Regions from separate parts of the Callithrix jacchus genome. Here region 1 is linked to region 2. The links are chromatin contacts, called in public Hi-C maps. All regions are on one chromosome and are shown on one strand. Each heading gives the region's core, a stretch centred on a gene start, on an enhancer-like site or on the middle of the called end of the contact. The rest is flanking DNA. Distances are from core to core; before and after follow the strand shown. Region 1 holds the start of ENTPD6 (ectonucleoside triphosphate diphosphohydrolase 6). Region 2 holds the start of APMAP (adipocyte plasma membrane associated protein).

Region 1 (4,715 bases), core at 1,721-4,220, 190 kb before region 2:
AGACCATCCTGGTCAACAAGGTGAAACCCTGTCTCTACTAAAAATACAAAAAATTAGCTGGGCATGGTGGCACGTGCCTGTAATCCCAGCTACTCAGGAGGCGGAGGCAGGAGAATTGCCTGAACCCAGGAGGCGGGGGTTGCGGTGAGCCGAGATCGCGCCATTGCACTCCAGCCTGGGCAACAAGAGCGAAACTCTGTCTCAAAAAAAAAAAAAAAGAAATTAAGAAAACAATTCAACTTACAAGAGCATAAAAAAGAATAAAATACGTAGGAATCATGTTAGAGAAGGAGGTGGAAGTCTTTACGAACATTGATGAATGAACTTAAAGATGACACAAACACAAAGGTGTCTTGTGTTCACGGACTGGAAGACTTAACAACAAGACGTCAGCACTACCCAACGTGATCTACAGATTCAATGCAATCTGTCAAAATTCCAACAATGTTTTTGGCAAAAATAGAAAAGAAATTATAAAACTCACATGGAATTCCAAGGCACCCTAAACTGTCAAAACGATTTGGAAAGAATCAAGTTGAGATACTGTACATATCCAAAAAACACTCACATACACAGACTCGCCTTACATAGTTACACACCAACAAGTTCAGGAAGACAAAAATAGGAGTCCAACTAGAACACAGTATTTTTTTGTTTTTGAGACGGGGTCTCACTCTGTCGCCCAGGCTGGAGTGCAATGGCACGATCCTGGCTCACTGCAACCTCTGCCTCCCCGGGTGAAATGATTCGCCTGCCTCAACTCCTCCTGAGTAGCTGGGATTACAGGCACCCATCACCACGCCCAGCTAATTTTTGTATTTTTAGTAGAGATGGGGTTTCACCATGTTAGCCAGGCTGGTCTCAAACTCTCAACCTTGTGATCTGACTGCCTTGGCCTCCTGAAATACTGGGATTACAGGCATGAGCCACCACACCTGGCTAGAACAGTGTTGAGAAAGCACAGAACCAGGAACAGCCTTGCTCTTGCACAGGGGTGGGAAGAAGTCTTGTAATCACACACTATCCCCTCTCCCCAAGGAACAGGTCACCTCCATGTCCCTGTGGCCCAGATCTAAACACCAATTTCATTCCACTAGGTTAAGGTGATTGTCCATGGCTGAGACACCTGCAGGAGGGACAATGGCGTTTCTGTGGGAACCACTAACACCACAGCGTGTTCTCCCTCCTGGACTCAGTCATCTCACTCTGTTCTTTAAGGAGAGGGGTGGTAGGACGAGGCTGTAAGGAAGGTAGCAGGTGGGGACTGAGGAGAGGCAGGGGTAGGAAGTAGGGTGCACACAGGTAAACAGAGCTGTGGCTCCTGCCGGGGCCACCCTCTAGCAGGTGGAGGTAGGAGTCAGAGAGGAGAATCTCAGGGTGGAGCAGTGCTGTTGGAGGTAGGAGCTGCCCTGTCCCCCGCTGGCTTTCTAGGAGATGGGGATGGCAGGTCACCTCTCGGAAATACAGGCGCCATCTGATGTGGGCTGATGGCTGCCTAATCTGTTGGCCAGTTTCTTCCAGGTTTTCAGTTCAAGTACGCTAAAGGGCCATAAATGCAAATGCCTGCCACACCGCAGTATCCAAAAATAAAGCACATTAGAAACCTCCACTCATTTTCCTGGTAGGTTTCAATGGGTTTTTCTCCCCTTGGCAAAAACCGATGCAAGAACAGCCCCGTCAACACCACCTGCTGTTTCCTTCGCACAGGAGGTGGTGGGAGGGGAGGCGCTTCCAGATCTCCTGACACAAAGGGCTGCCCACCTCCCTGGTCCTTCACCGGAAGCTTCAGGAGGCAGACACACACACAGTAGCCAGCCACTCTCTCCAGGGCACGGGGAGCGGGACAAAAAGCAATTTCGAGATTTGTACCGTGCTGGCCAGGTCCTTCAAGAATGACTACACTGTCACCACAATGGTAACAATGGGGAACCCGCCGCCCACGGCTCTTGCACAGCAGGTAGGAGAAGAGTCCCTGTAATCCACCTCTCCCAAGGAACTGTGCCCAGGGTTTCAAGATTCCCCGCCTGCGGGCTATAGCTGACTTCGCCGCATCCTGTGCTCTTCGTGCAGGTAATGCTGGAGTGCAGATGACTGGAGGGACCCCCAGAGCTGCCCAGGCACTTCCCGGTGGCTGCTTCCTTTGCACTTTGCACCGACAGCTGCACTTACAATAAAAACGCCCTCCCTTCCACGGCCCCCTGGGCCCTCCCATCTCTCCTTCCTTTTCCATGCTCTCCTGGCTGTTGACTGTTTTCCACTGAAGGAGCCCAGACCGGTGTCCAGCTCTCCCCACCTCACCTCTTCCTCCCTCAGTCCGGGGCATCCGCGGCTCACAGGTCAGCTTGGGCAGAACCGTCCTTACCACCTATGAGCGCCTCCGGACACCACCCCAATGCCAGGGTGAACCGTCCTCACACCCTGTCCTGATCTTACCTGTTTCCCAGAAACTGCTGCGCGAGGCTTCCCCGCCGGGCTGATCCAGGAGCGGAGGGGCCTGCCCCTGACGCAGACTGGGGCCGGGTCAGCAAACGCGGGCCGAATAAATGAGCCCAGCAGGGCTGGGCCCCCTGGGGCTAGAGGTCCCAGCTACTTGATCCGCCCCCGGCCCAAAACATTGGACGTGCTCCCCACCGGTCAGCGGAGCCCAGACGTCCGGGGCCCTAGTGGAACCTGACCAGGAAGGCAGCAGGTGGGACCCGGGGTGCGAGTGACCCCCCAGGCCGTCCTGCGGCGCTTAGCGCCCCCGTGGGGAGGCCCGCCCGGAGCCGGTGATCGCCGGCCGCCCCCGCCAGCGCCCAGGCCAGCCGCTAAGCCCGCACCGCGCGCTCGGCCCCAGTCACGGAGGCCAGTGCCCTTCTCCGGGGAGCAGGCGGCGGCCGGTCTTTCCTGCTTCCCCACCCCGGCCGGCGAGAGCACGGCCTCCACGGGTGGGATACGACCCCACTGCTCCCTCGGGCCTGGGCCCCGCCCACATGCACGTGGCGTCACAGGCTGGGCGGGGCAGACGGGCCCAGCTGCGCAGGCGCGGGCTGGAGGAGGGGGGAGGGGGGAGGGTAAGGGGGAAGGAGAGGGGGAGGGGGAAGAGAGGGGGAGGGGGAGGGGGAAGAGGGGGAGGGGGAAGAGGGGGAGGGGGAGGAGGAGGCGCGGGGACGAAGCTGCGCAGGCGCGGGCGGGATGGGGGGGAGGGGGAGGAGGGGGCGCGGGGACGAAGCTGCGCAGGCGCGGGCGGGAGGAGGGGGGAGGGGAGGAGGAGGGGGAGGGGGAGGAGGGGGCGCGGGGACGAAGCTGCGGAGGCGCGGCGGCCGGCTTCCGTTTAGGCGGCTGGCCTCGTGGTTTTCTCCAGTCTGCGCTGGGCTGGCGTCGGCCCCTAGGAGGGTCTTGCTAGTCTGGTTCCCCCAGCGTCTCCGGGCAGGCCCTCGCCAGATTCTAGGGGTTCCCTTGGCCAGTTTCCTAACGACGCGGCGGAGCTGGCCCTTGTCCCTGGCAGGGGGCACCTTAAGGTCTGGACCGGCCTGTGCAATTTCCCCCATCCTTCCATAGCTACTTTCTGTTTTTTCATTTTTCTATTTTTAAGGCGACGTTCGGTGGAAATGCAGCCACAACAGAGCAGGCAGGTTCATGAAGCGCAACCCCCGCCCCCCATTTGTTGACCCCATTTTTTTTTTTCTCTTTCTTTTTTAGACAGGGTCTTGCCCAAGGTGGAGTGCAGTGGCACGATCTCGGCTCGCTCCGCCTCCGGGTTCAAGCAATTCTCTTTCCTCAGCTTTCTGAGTAGCTGGGACTAGAGGTGTGCACCATCAAGCGCAGCTGATTTTTGTATTTTTAGTAGAGACGACATTTCACCATGTTGGCCAGGCTGGTCTTGAACTCCTGACCTTAGGTGATCCGTCCACCTGGCCTTCCAAACTGCTGGGATTACAGGCATGAGCCACTGCACCCGGCCTTTGACCCCATTGTCTGATGTCTTCCTAAAAATAACCAAGTTTGCAACTCCTGGCTGTCCTGGCATGCACGCCCTGGTTTACTTAGGGACCCCATGGTGGGGGTTGCCCACATGCACCCCTATGCTAGACACCCTCATTCCCACGAGAGCCAGAGCCCCTTCCTGGCCCACAGCGTCTGGCGGTGTGGGTGCACTCTAGCCAGGCCTGGCCCTAAAGGATGGACCCACCTGGGGCACTGGGGCATCTGGGAGAGCTATTGGTGGAAGAAGCCCAGGTTCCTGGAGCACCAACTGGGCAAGAGTTTATTTTCAGGATGGGACACTTTTTTTTTTTTTTGAGACGGAGTTTCACTCTTGTTACCCAGGCTGGAGTGCAATGGCGTGATCTCGGCTCACCGCAACCTCCGCCTCCTGGGTTCAGGCAATTCTCCTGCCTCAGCCTCCTGAGTAGCTGGGATTACAGGCACACGCCACCATGCCCAGCTAATTTTTTTTATATTTTTAGTAGAGACGGGGTTTCACCATGTTGACCAGGATGGTCTCGATATGTTGACCACGTGATCCACCTGCCTCGGCCTCCCAAAGTGCTGGGATTACAGGCGTGAACCACCACGCCCGGCCCAGGATGGGACACTTTTGAGAGCGAACAAGCGCTGCCTGTATGGGATTCGGGAGCAATGCATAGACCAGGCCTGGCAGTCGGGCGTGCGGTTCCTGTTGGAAGGTGGCACAAAAGCGCCTGGTTGGACATTGCCCCTGAGATTTGGTTACT
Region 2 (5,298 bases), core at 657-3,156:
ACCTCCCAAAGTGCTGGGATTACAGGCATGAGCCACCACGCCCGGCCCCTCTGGTGCTTTTCTTCGCTGCAGCAAGTTCAGTAAACCCAACTCACTGCCTCTATTTTTCTTATGAATGTGTCCCTGGCTGTTTGACGTGCGTGGGCTTTAACACTGGGCATGGAACACAATGCAACGGGCTCACTGTTACAGTTGGGGCATGTTTAAAGAGCCTTGAAGACAAAGAGGAAGAAGTTCTGCTTGGGAAACTGGGAGAAGAATTTTCAGCAAGGATACTTGAAGTGGGTCCTGAATGACAAAAATAATTAGCCAAGTGTTGGTGAAGGACAGTGTATCTCAGGAAGAAGAAACCTCAAGGACAAAGGCAGCTGGGCCTGAGATTAGACACGGTAAACAATCCTGAGCATCTGAAATGGGGGATGCAGGCAAGAGGGATAGTCCAGAGGCAGGAAGGCGTCAGACCACACAGCACATTGTTAACACTATCCTGGATTTAACAGCTGTACTGACGATACTCAGTGACACATACTGAAGTAAAATGTTGCTGAGGCCTGAATTCTTACCTGGGATCTCTGCAGAACTGGATTTGCATAGCTCTACACTTTCCTCAAGCTGGTTCTTCAGCTCTTTGAATGAATAAAAAACATTCACATGGAATTCTAGTGCCACCTGTCACTGAAAAAGGCAATGGCACGTTTCTATCAGGAAATCCTCCAAGAAATTATTTCTTAACTCTGCATTTTGAACTGAGCTTTTCCAGAGAGGATTCCTCGTGCCACTGGTAACAGGCTTTGATTTCTTCTGCCTGGACACACTCCCTGTCACTTCCTCCAGATTCAATTCCTCTTTCAATCCCTTTGTCTGTCAATCGCTCTCACAAGATCCAGTTCTCCCCCTTGGAAGCAATCACTATGTTTGATAATGTTACATGTCTATTTTATGATGATGATCTGGTTAAAGTCATCCTTCCCACTAGTTTAACTGCCACAAGGAGAGGCCTTGTCTGTGGTTCGCCCACCATCACCTCCCAGCACCTGGGAACATTTCTGGTTCACTACAATACTGTTGAAGAAAGATGCCTCTTGATGCTTTCTCAGCTTTTGTTAGTGGTAATTTCTACTTCTACCTTGGCTTTACTTAAGGGTAATCCTGTTTTTTTCTTTTTCTTTTTCAAAATTTTTATTTTATTTTTATTTTTTAAAAACCTACAGCACCCAGTATTCCCAGGCAGTCTCCCATCCAAGTATTAACCAGGCCCGAGCCTGCTTAGCTTCCGAGATCAGGTGCGTTCAGGGTGGTATGGCCGTAGACAAGGCTAATCCTTTAATAAACTCTATCAAATGTCTGTTTTAACAGCCACAAAAGATTTAATACTCAACATCAGGCCTTAACCAGAGGGAAACATTTTCTAGCCCAAGTTTTCCCCTTAACCGGGTCAGTCGGGGAAGGATGCAATTTTCAGGCAGGGGGTGACTTCGTTCCAAGGGTGTGAACGCGTTTTTGACGCTGCCTGTAAGAACGGTGTCTCTGTCATTTAATAAACAGCGCCATCCTCTCTAACGACAAAAGCGGCCAACATCTCTGGCCAGCAGTTCCCAAGTGCGTCATCAGTATTCCACTCCTCAGAAACGTGAGACGAAGGCGGCATGCGCAGGGGCTGGGCCGGGCGAGCCGAGGCTGAATCACTCGCGTCCCGGGCCCCGGAGAGAGACGAGCGGACACCTTGGCAGCCCCAGGTGCGCGTTCTAAGAAGGTTCCGCGTCGCGCTCGTGGGAGGTCACTCTTCGCCTACAAGAGCGCGGGAAACCGCCCGCCCACGAAGCCGGAAGGGGCGGGGACGGCGCTGAGGATTGGCCACTGGGCGCAACGTCATTTCCGCGCGCGGGGGAGGGCGGGCCTGGCGCCAGAGTCGGCGCCGCTCTGTGAGGGTTGGTGGCGTGGGAGGTCGGGAGCCGGTGCCATGAGCGAGGCGGACGGGCTGCGACAGCGCCGGCCCCTGCGGCCGCAGGTCGTCACGGACGATGATGGCCAGGCCCCGGAGGCTAAGGACGGCAGGTAGGCCGGACTCCCAGACCCGGCGCTGAGCCAGGCGGCGAGGAGCGGAGGGCGACCCTGCTGGACAGCGGCGATGGCGGTAACAGTAACCTGGAGGGATGCCGTGTCTAGCGCGTTGTCAATGCCCTCTCGTTTAATCTCCAAGGGAAACTTGTTTTTCCGAGGAGGAAACGGGCTCCGACAAGCTGTATGCACCTGCCAGGTCCTTCAGGTTCGGGTGCACCCTGTGCCGGGTCGTCGCGTTGTCCTTGGCTCTCCGGGTCCGTTCCTGCGCCTTCCTTCCCCTCACTCCCGCCCCACCCTGCAGAGCGGTTGCTTCCTCGCCTTTCGTTCGCTCCCCTCCCGCTGTCCTTCCTTTGGCTTATCTGATCCCCCGGGGGACAGCCACCTGGTCAGGGCCCTGCGTCTTCCTGGTCCCCCACTCGCACTTTCCTAAAGGGAGGAGGTCCCACGAGATGCTGGGGTGATCCGGCCAAGAGATGGCTTCTGCACTTGCTCTTTTGCACCTGCGCCCCTCACGCTGCGTGACCAGACCTCACCGCGGTTCTTGGAAAGAGTGGAGAACAGAAGTGACATTGTAGGCATTTTTTTTTTTTTTTTCGAGACTTCACCCTTGCAGGTTTTTTCTGATAGGAATGGAGAAACATAGGAAACTGTAGTTGGTGACATCTAAGAAATATCAGGTTTTGCTTTTTGGCTCTTCTTCCATCTTCCAGAATGTAAAAATGCTACATTTTGTTAGCCAAAAACTGAATCATGATCCGTAAACATAGATTTCAATATAAGACACTCAAAATTCACTTTTCAATTTTGTGTCCTGAATTTTGTCACTTTGAAGTTGTAGGGAGACTCAAGAGGCCCCATAGACCAAGCTCGAAGTTGTGAAACTGACTGACTTATATTTGATAGAAATACTGGAAATATTTGTTCATCAGTAGTGTGCCAAGAGGTGGTGTGTGGTACATATGAATGAGAGGCAGTTTTTGCCCTTGTTACTGAGTTTATTGACTGATGATAGGAGGCACACATTTGAAGGAGACCAATGGCAGGGAGGAGCATTTAGGCTCTAGAGAGGCAATTTAGAGAGAAGACTTTGCAGTGACAGTTGACTCCTTGGGCCAGTGGAAAGATCAGGAAGATGCTCCCATATATCCTGACCAACCATTCTGGATTGCCCTGGACTGGGGTTTCCAAGGATGTAGAACTTTCAGGGCTAAACCTGGGCAAACTGGGAGAATCTGGTCACCCTACTTATCGTGAATAAATCATCTGTTGATGAAGCCGTTTAGAGTGGACATGCAAGAACCGGCAACCGTTTCCTACAGAAGTCTTAAAAACAAGGCACTTTTACCTGAGAAATGAAAGAGCAGTGGCCTGAGTTTGTCATTAGGTGGAGGGTGTTGAAAATCAGGGCGGACAGCCCTCGACTTGCTCACACTTCTGCCCCAGGGCAGAGAGGCAGATTAAATTTTTTTTTTCAGGTTCCCTGTGGGGATTCTTCCCTAATGACTAAGTCAATGTGATTCTGAAGTCGTTTTTTACTGCCTGATCTTTTCCAATGTGCCTTTTTTATTTGCATTTAGTTACTTTCTTGACTTCCCCATCCATGAACATTGTTTCTGTTTCCCTGTGTTTGTTCTTGTTTTTTTTTAATCCCTTTTCTGTATATCTGTAATGATCTCTTTCAAAATGAGGTCTTGTTACCACCCTTCCTTTCTGTATTTATTATTGTAATATGGTAGCTGTTTTTCTTACTTTTCTTCTGCAGTTCTCTTCTTTTTCATTTTTGTGGTCATTTCTATTAGTTCATGTAATAGTATTCTTGATTACCTTAAAAGTCGGGAGTTCAACATAAGCCAGGAAAGCCTGTGTATAGTGGGTGAAGTAAAGGAATCTAAATTAGGAAGTAAAAACATGAAGCTGTTAGGGTAAACCTTAGCACTTTAGGTGTGCTAAATAGAATAAAGGAAGCCTTGAAAGACACATTACTAAATTGACGGAACTAAGACATAGATTTTAGCAGTGCCAAGGTCCCCTAGCAATACGTTGGCTGGTCTCCCAACTTTTGGCGTGAAAGGTGGTGTTTGCTTTGTTTTGCTGATGAGATCATTGAGGTCTATGTGAGCAAGGTGGTTTATATGAAGTTCCGGAGAATAGAGTTAAAAGAGAAATGAAAATGAATGGTGAAGGATAGAACTGGTAGCTGGACAATGAGAATCGTATTTTTAAAATTATGCTTTGGAAATGAGATTTTATGCCAAAACTCTTGAATTTCTGTATTCAGATCCAGTGGAGAATTTGGTTGGTAAATTCTTGTGTTCATTGTGGAGCACAGATGAGCTAAGCACTTTTACAGATGAGTGCAAGCTTAGAGTTATTACTTGACATTGATTTCCCCAAATACTTTAGAAACTTTACTGTACACTGTCAAACTATTCCTTTCCTTTTGGAACATAGTTCTATCTAGGAAGAGAACTGTTTAATGTCCATATATGACTATTTAGGGGTGCAGAATGAATATATTGAGGATTTAACATATTTTACTACATTAAATTCTATGTAATTCTGCTTTTTCAATAAATTTCTGAAGGATTTTAGTCTAATTAAAAGTCTCTACTAGGTCCATTTTCCTTTTTCCTCTTGGAGATGAAAGAGTAAGGCAGGCAGTATGGAGAAACGGATGAGACATTCAGGAATTCATGAGGAGTCAGGCAGCTGGAGTGTTTGTCTAAGCTCTGCCCCGGGTGTGTATTTTCAGGTGGCTTTTTAAACTTGTTTCTTAATTTCTTAATTTTTTCAAGGATAAAATGATGAATCTAGGAGCCAGCCCCAGTTTAAAGGATTGTGAAAATGAACAAGTTCAAGAATCTGTCAGTAAAAAAGATGGGTTGATGCAGTTTGACTTTCTCAGGTTCCGGGGATCACCTTGACACGTGAGGCTGCTGGTCCCCTATGAATTTGGGGCTAACAGGCTTTCCACAATAATCACAGGTGAATTTTGATCTCTTGGAGTCTGCTTGTTGGGACTTCAGTTCAGGACACAAGGCCCTGATGTCCTTTGTGCAGAGTTGGAGCCTACCCTTCAAACTCTACCAAGTCGGCTGGTGAATCTACAGAAGATTTTGCAAATTGTGGGCTGGCCAACAGCAATTGTCAAATCCTGTTGCATCACTGTGGTTGTGCTCTTGCGTTTAGAGAGTGTAGGCAATTTCAGTTTGCAGATGTCCTCATGGAGATGGGCAT

What was found. Hi-C and Micro-C count contacts between places; a contact is called where the count stands out from the background.
Region 1: a Hi-C map of skeletal muscle shows a contact between it and region 2, with 3 times the contacts expected there. The contact joins the promoter of ENTPD6 here to the promoter of APMAP in region 2. A contact is called at or near these places in 3 of 3 Hi-C or Micro-C datasets (induced pluripotent stem cells and skeletal muscle).

What each region holds. Positions count from the first base shown.
Region 1 is chr5:31,905,857-31,910,571 of calJac240_pri, reverse strand. ENTPD6 (ectonucleoside triphosphate diphosphohydrolase 6) reads right to left here and starts at 2,970. Exons shown (of 16, transcript XM_078371580.1): 1 at 2,434-2,970. It overlaps LOC108591668 (a long non-coding RNA gene), which reads left to right and starts at 1,768. Exons shown (of 2, transcript XR_001911476.4): 1 at 1,768-1,957; 2 at 2,071-2,195.
Region 2 is chr5:31,714,617-31,719,914 of calJac240_pri, reverse strand. It overlaps APMAP (adipocyte plasma membrane associated protein), which reads left to right and starts at 1,906. Exons shown (of 9, transcript XM_078371525.1): 1 at 1,906-2,055. It also overlaps the pseudogene LOC118154120.